Regions from separate parts of the Mus musculus genome. Here region 1 is linked to region 2. Evidence: chromatin contacts called from public promoter capture Hi-C data. All regions are on one chromosome and are shown on one strand. The core of a region is the stretch at or near the end of the contact, and the rest is flanking DNA. Distances in the headings are between cores, read along the strand shown. Region 1 overlaps Trpc4ap (transient receptor potential cation channel, subfamily C, member 4 associated protein). Region 2 overlaps Dynlrb1 (dynein light chain roadblock-type 1).

Region 1 (5,905 bases), core at 2,137-4,636, 400 kb after region 2:
AGACTGTCCTCCTGACCCAGGCACACAATTCCTGGCTGGAGGCCAGGTGCCTGGCAGTTAGACTGCAGCCATGTGCACTGGCACCTTGGCCTCCTCACCTTTCATGTCCACCTGGTTTTCAAATCGGTCCAGTGACAGAGTGACACAGCGCACCAGCATGTTGGAGTCCACTAGCGAGCTGTTGATCTGTTTCAGGAACACCTGGAACTGGAGCAGAGATGGTGCTTACTGGCAGGCTGCTGGCCAGGGCACCACCAACCTTCTACCCCAGCTCCACTACTCCGCAGATGGGACACCGAGTGGCCTGCTAAGATGCTCTAACAGCCAAAGTTCTCAGCCCAATAGTCTTAGGGTCTGGCTTGAAGCCTGACTGTCCCACCAGATCCCAGACTCTTCCAACTGTGTGACCACCCCTGAAGATGGGCAGGCCAAAGCTTACGGACAGCTGGTACTTCAGCCAACAGCACGGAGCCCTGGACAAGCCCTACCTTTGCATCAGTGTTGATATATTTATTGAATCTCTTGAATGCATCGACGTTGAACTTCATCAGCTCTCCCAGGAGATCAAAGTAGCTCTGGAGTACATCCCTAGACTTGCACTCACTGTCCACAATGCAGTATAAGATGTGCTGGGTCAAACAGGGGACAGGGTGAGTGAGTGGATGGGTCTGCCCCCCACCCTCATCTGTTTGCCACTCAGGCCTGGCCTGGAGCTCAGACTACCCACTTGGTTCAAGCAAGCATACAGGTGGATGAAACCTGCAACTTTGTCTAGGCTCTTTTCTGAGGATACTGGTGGCTCCAAGGACAGAACCAGGTGGCTGACCTCAGCAGGGGGAACAGGGTGGGTAGGTGGTATTCTCTTTCCCAGGCTCCCACACAACGCCTCTGACTTGCTCTGCAGCTACCTACATGGTTCTGTCTCCAGACCTAACAAGGGCTGCTGCCCTAAGCACGAGGGCCCAGGATTGAAGAGCAGGGCACATATTCTGACCCTCTGCACTGTCTTATGTTTACCAATAAAACCGCATAGAACACACACAAATCACTAAATAGTTACTCAGAACAGTAAGCCAACTTAACTCCTCAACAGGGAACTCTTCCCTGCTTCCATTCTGGTTTCTGATTTCCCCTCCCTCCCTCTCTTCATTCCTGCTTTGTTTTTTTTGTGAGACAGGGTCTGGCCTTGAACTTGAACAACTCCTGCTTCTGCTTCTAAAGTGTGGGGTCTCCAAGCTCAGTTCATTTTCTTGAGCTTACATGATTGGCAGCTGCTTTCCTTTACAATTCATGGTTCCATGTTCATAGTCATTTCCTAAAAATACCAACTGTAATTCTAGCTATTTGCTCTCTCTTCAAATTCCTTTTGCTACATGCCATTAATCAATATGGAAATATCATTACTTTTATTTTCTTACATCACTGCCCCCTCCCACAGCTCCTCATCCCATTCTTCCTCCCCGCTTTGTTTCCCCCTCACTGCCACCCACCAGGCTTCCCCACTCCCTGAAGCCTCAAGTCTCTCAAGGGTTAGGCAAGTCTTCTCCCACTGAGGCCAGACCAGGCAGTCCTCTGCTGTATATGTGTCGGGGGCCTCGGACTAGCTTGTGTATGCTGCCTGGTTGGTGGCTTTGTTAACTTTTAGTCAATACCAAATTATCCCCAGGGTCAAAGGGCTTGCTGGGTAACTCTGTATTCTAAATTCCTGCACAACTACCTGAGTCCTTTAGCCCTCAATACCTACAGGGAGCCCACAGCTGGCAACCCAGGGCCAACCCTGGAACAATGCGCACTAGGAACAACCAGAAAAGGTCTGTTCCTGACCAAACTCTTTAAGGCTCAGAACGAAGAATCAATTCGAGGGGCTGGACTGGGGAGGACAGCTACTCGACGCCCTGCTTCCTCCAGTATACCTCCAGAAGGCCTCGCTTCAGCAGGAACATCTGGTCTGCATAGGAGGTGGTCCCTCGGAGGAAACTTTCCACAGCCCGGGCTTGCCAAAACCTGCAACCCAAGTGTTGATCCTGGACCAGGAGGCTTTGGCTGCCCTCCCCTGGTGCAGGCTAAATGCCCCCAGAGGCAGAGTGGTTTGCAGCCCAGTGTCTAATATTTACTTAACATTTCCCAGTCTGTGCCCCAGTCCTAGGTCTTGAGGACAGATCAATAAGCAAGAGGATCGCCATTCTCATGTATGGTGCTCACAGCTCGGCAGGGGCCAGTCTTTCATTGTGGGCTGGACCAAAACGTGTTTCTATGGTATATGGGCATACACAGTGGCATCTGGGCTCAAAGAGTGGCCTCTAGTAAGTTCCATGTAAAACCACTCTAGGCTTTCCACTCTCAGAATACTGGAAAGACATAGACCAGGGATGTGTGGCCAGCAGAAGGGTTTGTGTGGCGACATCACTGACTTCATATGCATTGAGCTGGTCTAGATAGGAGCCAACAGATACTGAGTGGCCCAAAGACTCAGCTGGGATACCTGAGGGAGGGTCTGAATAGGTGAACCCTGTAGGGACAGAGCCCTGTACCCAGGCCTGGTGGAATCCTCTTGTCTACAACCTTTCCAAGCCCCCCCCCCCCCCCCGGGCGGTCCCTGGCTCTATTTTCTCCCATACTGCACTGAAGCAGGTTTCTTTCCTTTCATGCTTCCTTCCCATGATCCCTGGAAGTCACACAGGCATAGCCTGGATCCATTTGTGCTCTACCTCTCTAGTGACAGCCTGATGATCACCTACCTCCTAAAATACCCTGCTGGCATGTGACAAGGACACACGCACTTACCAGCTGAATCCCATAGTGCCAGCGGCTGGTGAGGCCGCCTCCCCAACCTTAAGGAGTAGGTACTGGAGACTAACCCATTGGGAACCCCCTGGCTCCTAGACCCCTCCCAAGCACAGCTCTCCTTACTCACCTGAATGAAGACTCCGCTGGCTCCTTCTTCATGACCTGCAGCAGCCGAGTTAGTAGGCCCCTCTTGCCGTCACACACCAGACTCCTGAAATCAAAGGGACAGACAGCACTGGTGACAGAACTGAATGGCTAAGAGGGGCCACTGAGCTCGTCCTGTGTCGCTGTGGATGGAGGAAAGAACAGGCAATGTCTGAGTCTGCAAGGATGCTTTCTTGCTCCACCGTGTGCCAGGACCTCAGAGACTGCAGCCGTCAGCTCAATGGCCAGGTGCATTTCTCCTGCGCCTTAGGCCGCTTTTCCCTCCTCAGACCCACTGGCCAGAGGCAGAGGCACACCCATGGCCAGATGGGGCTCCAAACTGCCAGAAGGCGGCCATTTACATCACAAATGGGTTTAATTCAGGCCACAGCAGAGTATGCCAGATGGAATAAAAAGTCTGTGCCAATTGGGCAGTGCCCAGAGTTCTTTATCCTGCCCAGGGTCAGTTCCAGCTCAGCTGTGGGCTTCCAGGCCTCAGCTTCCCGTCTATGAGGCAAAGGCAGCAGTAGGTAAGAAAATGATTAGGCCTGTCACAGTGGCAGGTGTCTGGGCCCTTAAACTCTCTCTTCACACGGCAGCTCCATTTCCAGCCCCTGCAGACGCCGGGGCACCGATGGATCCATCTTCTCAGGAAGAAGTTGGGGATTTCTGACTGTAGCTGCTAGATTAGGGCCACACTTCACAAGCCCCCATGAGCCAGACATGGCACTGTGTTGATCCCAAAGAGGAGGTAGACATAGGGCAGAGGGTGAAGGGTTAGCTTCTTCTTGTCCTGCTTGGCACAGCTGCCACTGGGCAAGAAATGAGGATACCAGTAAAGGGGCCATGATTTGCATGGGATAAGGTGGAAGGACAGAGTATAGCTGACCTTTGCTGTCATATACATGTAAAGAGGAAGATGACGATGGCACTTCCTTCTGAGGCTGCTGTGATCCTCAGTTAGGAAATGCAGGAGATGTGAGGATCTAGCTCACAAAGCCAGTGGGGTGGTAGCTACGTGTGAGGAAGCACAAGTACGCAGCCCCGCGTGTGCCCTGCTGGGAGCCCTGTATCCACAGCGGTCCCCACAAAGATCACCTGTCAGTGTTGAGGACAGCCTCCACCTCAGGGATGTTGGCTTTCAGCGAGATGGCACTGAGCTCATTTAGCTCCTGGTTGTTGAGCAGCAAGTACTTGTTCCTGAAACAGACGGGTGCAAAGGGTAAAGGGCGGGGCTGGAGCTGCTGAGCAGCTCTGCAGCGGGCACAAAGTCTGCTCTGCCCACTCCTGTCGGGAGGAGCACTGAGAGTCCCCCAGCACTTCTACACGTGCTTGTCATTCCTAACAAGCCCGTCCTCGGCACCTCCAGGTCTCCATGTTGCACACTGAACACTTCTCTATGACTTCTCAGAGTCACCTGCACTTCAGCACATCTGATCCTGTCTGCCATCTTAGTCCTGAGCCTAGCCCTGCTGCAGCATTCTCAGTGGCCAGAGTCACAACGCAGAGGCCTGACCAACTGTGACACAATCGCTCCTCTTCCTTCCGTCCAGGCTTGTCATTACGGTCTGTGCAGCACAGAAGCACTTGCTCAGCTGCTTCTCACAGGAAGGGAACCCTCCCTCAGCTCCTTGAGTGATTTCTAAAACAGGACTGGGACCATGTCATTATTGAAAATGCTTACCCAATTCTCACACCCTGTTGTGTGAACCCCTAGGGAGTGATCATGTCTTTGAGGCCCTGTGCAGCCAGGCCACCTCTGTGGCTACAACAAACTGAGCAGCTCACACCTGCCACACCATCTGGCCACTCTGGTTTTCATGACCACGCCATATCCTCCTACAGGGCTTCTCTATGTGGGAGCCTTCTGGCTCAACTCTCTCACGCTGCCTCTTCATCCCGGTCAGGCCTCTGCTCACAGATTGCTTCTGCAATAGTCACTGAGCACCGCCAGCCGGTCAGGACACTTGACAACTGTCCTTTCACGGAGTGTGCTCTTTTGTTCCCACACACCATGCCTATTTGACATCAGGCATTCTGTAACTGGTGACCTTCTCTAATGGTAAACTTCCTCTCCCAAATGTACTCTACATGACAGCAGGGATCATAGTATTTCCACTAGGCCAGGTACAAAGAAGTACTGATTTAGAGTCTGATGAAAGCTAGGACAGGGACGGACACACACACACACACACACACACACTCGGTATAATTCTGTCAACTACAGATGCCTTCAGCCACAGACGTTCTCACAAAACAGAATCATAAGAGACAGAGGCCCCTAGGCAGCACTGTCCTCAGGCATGTTCTATTAACTTGTACAACATTGAAAACTCAGGCTGCCCCAGCACTGCCTTGAGAACCCCTCCTCTGGGCCCTTCATGGAGGCCTCCAATCCAGTGCATCCACCTTTCTGTGCACACACAGTCGTCAGGTCCTTACCCTAATGCCACGGCCAAGAATCCCGTGTTTCCCCCTCCCTTGCACTGTTTCCCTTATAGTGGACAATCATTTTCTTATACATTCTCCACTAAAAGCTTAATCATTAAAAATCAGAGACTATCGCAAAAAAGTGGGAAGGGGGAGCCAACACACTTCACTGTAGAGGTGGGAGCCTCCATGTTTCCAGTCAGGGACTCTGCAGCTAAGAGGCTAGTCATTGCACAAGGGTGTTGCTCCCAGGGCACAGAGGGACAGCACTTTCATCCTCTGATGGTGGCTGTGAGGGCAGAGGAAAGATTCGGTGCTCAGATAGAAGGAAGGGTTGTCAACCTACAGGGCTGAGGAGCACAGCCTCACAGATATTGGGGGCTCCCACCAGCCCTACAGACTGCTCCTGGGTCAGAGAACAGAGAAGCTCAGGGGAGGGGCCTGCAGACGATGCCTCCAGGGGATACTTACTCATGGTGGTCACTGAAACTCTGGAGAAGTCTCAAAAACTGGATCTTCAAGGTGATGTCCTAGAACACATATT
Region 2 (5,889 bases), core at 782-3,281:
CCCCCCCGGGAGTAATTTACATAAGTGTATATGTGCTGTGTTTTCATACATGGTAGATTTCTATAATCAGTACTGTATTGTTGTTTGCATTCATAAAATTGCTACATATTTAGATGAACATTCCAAGTGAACTCATATGGCAGTTGTATATGATCTGTAAGAGGTGCACGAGGTCATTCTTACCCCTCCCCCAAGCTAACCACTGTTGGCAGCTGGGTATGCTTCCTTTTTGATATGTTTGGTGCATGGGACTATTTTTTTATTTGTGCCTTATATGGTGCACAACTTGCCATTTAACCAAGGATGACTTTGAACTTCCAATCCTCCTGCCTCTACCTCCTAAGTGCTGGGATTTGGGGTGTGTGTGTTTGGGGCAACCTGCTGGATTGGATCAGAACAGGCAGGTGTACTTATCTGGAGTCCATTTGATTTGTGACAGGTGAGTCCAAGTCTTAAGACTCTTGATTCCCAAAGTTTATATGAACTGTAGTTTGCAAAAGGATATACCATTGCATTGAAATCCATATTTTAGAAAAATAGTTAAGAGGTGTCTGTTAGACACCAGGAGTAGACTCGTGCGTTTGAGAGCTAGTTAAAGGTTTACAGCTATAGATACACAGATTGAACAGAGATGGTTTTAGCATGATAAGCATCTTTAAGTTTATATTCAGAAGCCAACCAAAGGGAAATGAAAATCTTGAGCTTATGGCTGAATTGTTAACTGCCAGTGTTTCATTAGCTCATCAGAACTCCACTGATCAATGTTAAAATTCTCAACTTTGAAATGACAATAGCATGCAGGGAGAATATGAAACATTTCCCCTTTTTATACCTTAAATTGTTTCTTACATCTCTGTAACTTGAAATTATATACATTAAAACATCTTCTTAGATCCTCTGACATTTATCACTTGCATTTACCAACTTTAAATATCTTTCATCTGAAGGATTTTTTATTTCTAATCCATCACTATCAAGTTCTTTTACATCCTCTAACCTTCACCTTGCATTTATCAGCCTCGAACATTTTTCTTAGACCTTAACCTGCTGGGTTGGATCATAACTCACCTGTGCCTTGTGCTCCATGTTGCTGTCTCCTTGCCCTCCGCTTCCGCCTCTGACGCTCTGGGGGGTCAGTGGGTGCTCCAGTCTGAGAGTGTGGGGAGAGGGGCCGGAGGGGGTCTGCTCCCTGGATGCTGCTTCTTTCTCATGTCTAGGATCTAATCTATCCCTAGTTAGAAGACTGAAGGTATCTACAGGTACTTTACCTGGTCCATGCACACCATAATAATCTCCAAGTCTTTCTCTAACCTTCTCCTAGGTTGCTAAATTTACTGTACCTTCTTCAAGAAACCAAGGACAAATCACCTCTACAAAATCTAAAAAATTAAATGTAGTTGCTGTTGCCCTACTTGAGCAAAGCATATTCTTAAGCATTTGTACAAAAAGCAAACGATTGTTTCCACTTCACATCTTTTTTCCCTGTCTTTTTCTTTTTCCAAGCTCCCTTATCTGTTTCCCTGTGTCGGTTACAAGAAACTCTCATTGCACTGAGCCCCTTTTTCTTTCTCAAGCTCTCCCTCCTCGTTGTCCTTCACTTGATCCCCCAATTCCAACCAACCTGCTGGGAACAGTCCTCTGAGGCGGGAGTGAGGATAATTATAGGGAAGGCAGAAAAAAGATGCAAGAGACAGGTATGGGAGGGCTGCAGGTCAATGCCACATCGGCCTCTAGTTAGTTTTTCTTAGCCTTTTTATACCTCACAGTATTCTGGGAAGCAAAGCCACAGGAACGACTGCGCCATAACACATAAGCCATCAGTTCTCATCCCAGAGCCTCCCTGTAACTCCCAAGGTCAGTGGAGTCTTCAGCCCCTCATCTTGCCTGACGTGCACCTTCTCTTACTGTTCCATGCCTCAGCAGGCCAGGAAATCTGCCAGTACCCCTGACCTGCCTTGACTCTGCCTGGCAGGCAGGCTTTTATTTATTTTCTTTCTCTCCACAGAAGCAGGCAAACGGCTTCTGACACAACCATGCCCTTTTACCCAGGTTCTAGATTAGAGGCATGAAGCTGCTTGGCGCTCTGTAGGGGGAGCCCTCTACCCACCCTGTGGCATCTGGCACTGTTCTTACAGGAAGTAGGTTGTTAGGGTGAGCCTTTCATAAAAATAACCCATTGTGTTATCTCCAGTTTTGGAGCACACACACACACCGCCCCCAGCTCTAGCTCTTTGGACCCAGGTGATGGAGAACCATTCTTTCTGTGAATGACACCCCTGTTTCCAAAGACCCTTTGCCTTCTTCCCTTTTGGAGATAAAGTCTCTATAAAACCCTGGCTGTGCTATAGCTCACTATGTACAGACTGGCCTTGATTTCACAGAGATCCGAACGCCTGTCCTGACTACGTTTGAGGAGCTTATGACTAGATTCCAAGCCTGTGGAGGGGGCACCCTGAGAATAAGCACACTTCAAAACCAGGCTCCAGCTGTAGAGAGAGGAAGGTCAGCTAGACTTGTGTTCATGGGGACCTACTCTGCTGACCACTCTAAGAGACTAAGTAGCTAGACACAGGCTCTGACATGTCTCACAGAGTCACAGACTAGGTCTTGAAGAGATGTGTCAGGTGGTCTAGAAAACTATTTGGTTTCAGAAAAGCAGCTTTGAAAGTTTGTTTTTTTTGAAGGGGTGGGGAGGACCAGGTGTGATAGCACACATCTTTAATCCCGGCAGAGGCAGAGGCAGGCAGTCTCTGAGTTTGAGTCCAGCCTGGTCTACAGAGTGAGTTCCAGGACAGCCAGGGCTGTATAGAAGCATGTTTCACAGAGGGAGATCCTACTTCTCATCATCTGCTCAGTTGACAGGCTCTGTGTGCTAGGACGTCCCACCTTGAGCAGTTTCTGGATAATCAGAGCTCTTCCTGAGACATAGTTCCTGTTCCTTCCTTCGTTCTTTTTCTTTTCTTTTCTTTTCTTTCTTTTTTTTTTTTTTCTTGTGGTGATTTTTCAAGACAGGGTTTCTCTGTGTAGCCCTGGCTGTCCTGGAACTCACTCTGTAGACCAGGCTGGCCTCGAACTCAAAGAGATCTGCCTGCCTCTGCCTCCCAAGTGCTAGGATTAAAGGCATGTGCCACCACTGCCCAGCATATTTCCTGTTCTTATATACCAAGTGTCACTGTGTTTAGGGTGGCAGCTTTTTAAGTCACTGAGTTTATCTTTATGGGGTCATTTTGCTCCCTTTGAAATATTTTCATTTTTGATGTTTAACCTACAAAGAATGAAGTGCCTCTTTCCTGTTAAAAGCTACTACTTAGGTTTTTGTTTTTTCCAGTTCATCAGAATACAGTGCCACATGAGTGAGTCATGGGTCGTGGGTGTGTCTGTACTCCAGGGAATGGGGTTTTTACTCTGCTCTCAAATAGCTGATGGGCAGGGAGGGGATGGCCGCCTGGTGTAAGGGGCCAGAAACAGTGCTGCTCATGCTGGGGCTGCCAGTGGTGGCCTGAGGAGCACTCCATATGGGCCCGGCCTGGGCAGCTTTGGAGCACTACCAAGTGCCTGGGTGTTTTTTTTTAGATGACTCTCATTCCTGGGCCGGGATCTGAAGACGTTAATCCGGTCTGCCTACTGACTCCTAATCTTGGTCTCCTTTCTGGCAGGCAGAGGTGGAGGAAACACTCAAGAGGCTTCAGAGCCAGAAAGGAGTGCAGGGCATCATCGTGGTGAACACAGAAGGTAGGCCCTTGTCCATCCTGTACCCAGGCAGGTCTCCAGAAAGCAGCCCATACCAAACACAGTGACCTTCCTCACCACAGTGTCCTTCCACACCACACACAGTGTCCTTCCTCACCACAGTGTCCTTCCACACCACAGTGTCCTTCCTCACTACACACAGTGTCCTTCCTCACCACAGTGTCCTTCCACACCACACACAGTGTCCTTCCTCACCACACCGTGTCCTCCCACACCACACAGTGTCCTCCCTCACCACACACAGTGTCCTTCCACACCACAGTGTCCTTCCACACCACACACAGTGTCCTTCCTCACCACACACAGTGTCCTTCCTCACCACACAGTGTCCTTCCTCACCACAGTGTCCTTCCATACCACACAGTGTCCTCCCACACCACACAGTGTCCTCCCACACCACACACAGTGTCCTCCCTCACCACACACAGTGTCCTTCCTCACCACACACAGTGTCCTCCCACACCACACACAGTGTCCTCCCACACCACACACAGTGTCCTCCCACACCACACACAGTGTCCTTCCTCACCACACACAGTGTCCTTCCACACCACACACAGTGTCCTTCCACACCACACACAGTGTCCTTCCTCACCACACACAGTGTCCTTCCTCACCACACACAGTGTCCTTCCTCACCACACACAGTGTCCTTCCTCACCACAGTGTCCTTCCTCACCACACACAGTGTCCTCCCACACCACAGTGTCCTTCCTCACCACACACAGTGTCCTTCCTCACCACAGTGTCCTCCCACACCACACACAGTGTCCTTCCTCACCACACACAATGTCCTCCCACACCACACACAGTGTCCTCCCATACCACAGTGTCCTTCCTCACCACACACAGTGTCCTTCCTCACCACACACAGTGTCCTTCCTCAATCCTAAGGAGCCCAAATTCATTCTCATTTTCTTTCTTTAAAACATTTCCAAAGTTCTGATACTATTCTTTTTTTTTGTTTTGTTTTTTTAAGATTTATTTATTATCATATGTAAGTATACTGTAGCTGTCTTCAGACACCCCAGAAGAGGGCAGCAGATCTCATTATGGATGGTTGTGAGCCACCATGTGGTTGCTAGGATTTGAACTCAGGACCTTCAGAAGAGCAGCCATCTCTCCATCCCCTCTGATAGTATTCTTGTGATTTTTTTTTTTTCTTCTTTTGAGGCAGGGTATTGGTGTGTAACCTAAGCTATCCTGGAACGTGGGATCTTCCTGCTTCTGCCTCCTGAGTGCTGGAGCTAAAGGCATGCACCACCTTAGAGATCTTAACTTAGTAAATATGAATTTTTTTTCTCAGTTCCACTGCCTTGACAGATCACAGCTGTCAGTATTCTGTGTTTTTCAGCCCTTGTGATTATCCAACTTATTTCTCAGGTGATAATCAGAGTTGTTAAGACTTGTTTTTGTGTTAAGGTAGATCTCTGTGAGTTTGAGGCCAGCCAGGTCTACAGAGCAAGTTCCAGGATAGCCAGGGCTACACAGAGACAGGAAGAAATTTAATTGATGATTGCCTCTTATTACAAAGCCAAAATTGTTTCTAAGATTTATTTTTTATTTTTATTTTCTGCATATGGGTGCTTTTGCCTGCATGTTAAGTATCTACCATATGTGTGCATTGTATGAGGAGCCAGAAAAGAGTGTCAATTCCCTAGAACTGGAGTTATAGAAGGTTGTGAGCTGCCATGTGGGTGCTGGGACTTGAGCCCAGGTCTTCTCTCTGGAAGAGCCATCTCTCTAACCTGCAGAACCAAGATTCAAATCTGAGTGCACCTTTGGGGTCTGTAGGCCCTGATGGCCCCAACAGCCTTAAGGACCAGCCTCGGAGAGAGATTCATGGACCTGTCCAGGAGGCAGCAGAGAGAACAGTGAAGATCCAGGGGAACCACATAGACCCTGCTCTGGCCCTGATCTAGTATACAAGCAGATGGCTGGCTGACAAACTGCTGTGCCGAGGCTGCAGACGCAGCTTGTAGGTGTGAGCAGCCCAAGAAGATAGATGTCTGAGATGGCTGAAGCTGTCAGTCTTCTCCACTGAAGGCTGTTCTCTGACCTCAGTTCGAGTTTTTACCCCTACTTAGAATGTGTACTGTTGCCAGTCTGCCTTCCAGGTCTTCCTTAGACTCTCCTCTT

The links. Promoter capture Hi-C pulls out the DNA fragments that hold promoters and counts their contacts.
Region 1: a promoter capture Hi-C map of liver shows a contact between it and region 2, with 2.4 times the contacts expected there. The contact joins two enhancer-like sites. A contact is called at or near these places in 4 of 39 promoter capture datasets (liver, neutrophils and pre-B cells) and 1 of 115 datasets of contacts at active chromatin or transcription factors (embryonic stem cells).

Annotation. Positions count from the first base shown.
Region 1 is chr2:155,637,560-155,643,464 of GRCm38.p6, forward strand. Trpc4ap (transient receptor potential cation channel, subfamily C, member 4 associated protein) reads right to left here. Exons shown (of 19, transcript NM_001163452.1): 11 at 5,833-5,891; 12 at 4,030-4,131; 13 at 2,915-2,998; 14 at 1,914-2,004; 15 at 489-629; 16 at 99-207. Among named protein-coding and RNA genes, the nearest start is that of Gm22334, 13 kb to the right of the region's middle. Within about 2 kb of position 3,387, at least 54 of the 459 cell types and tissues checked have an H3K27ac peak or open chromatin away from gene starts, as enhancers often do. A contact at or near this core is called in liver, where this site is marked.
Region 2 is chr2:155,239,075-155,244,963 of GRCm38.p6, forward strand. It overlaps Dynlrb1 (dynein light chain roadblock-type 1), which reads left to right. Exons shown (of 4, transcript NM_025947.3): 2 at 3,657-3,732. Among named protein-coding and RNA genes, the nearest start is that of Dynlrb1, 5.5 kb to the left of the region's middle. Within about 2 kb of position 2,032, at least 100 of the 459 cell types and tissues checked have an H3K27ac peak or open chromatin away from gene starts, as enhancers often do. A contact at or near this core is called in liver, where this site is marked.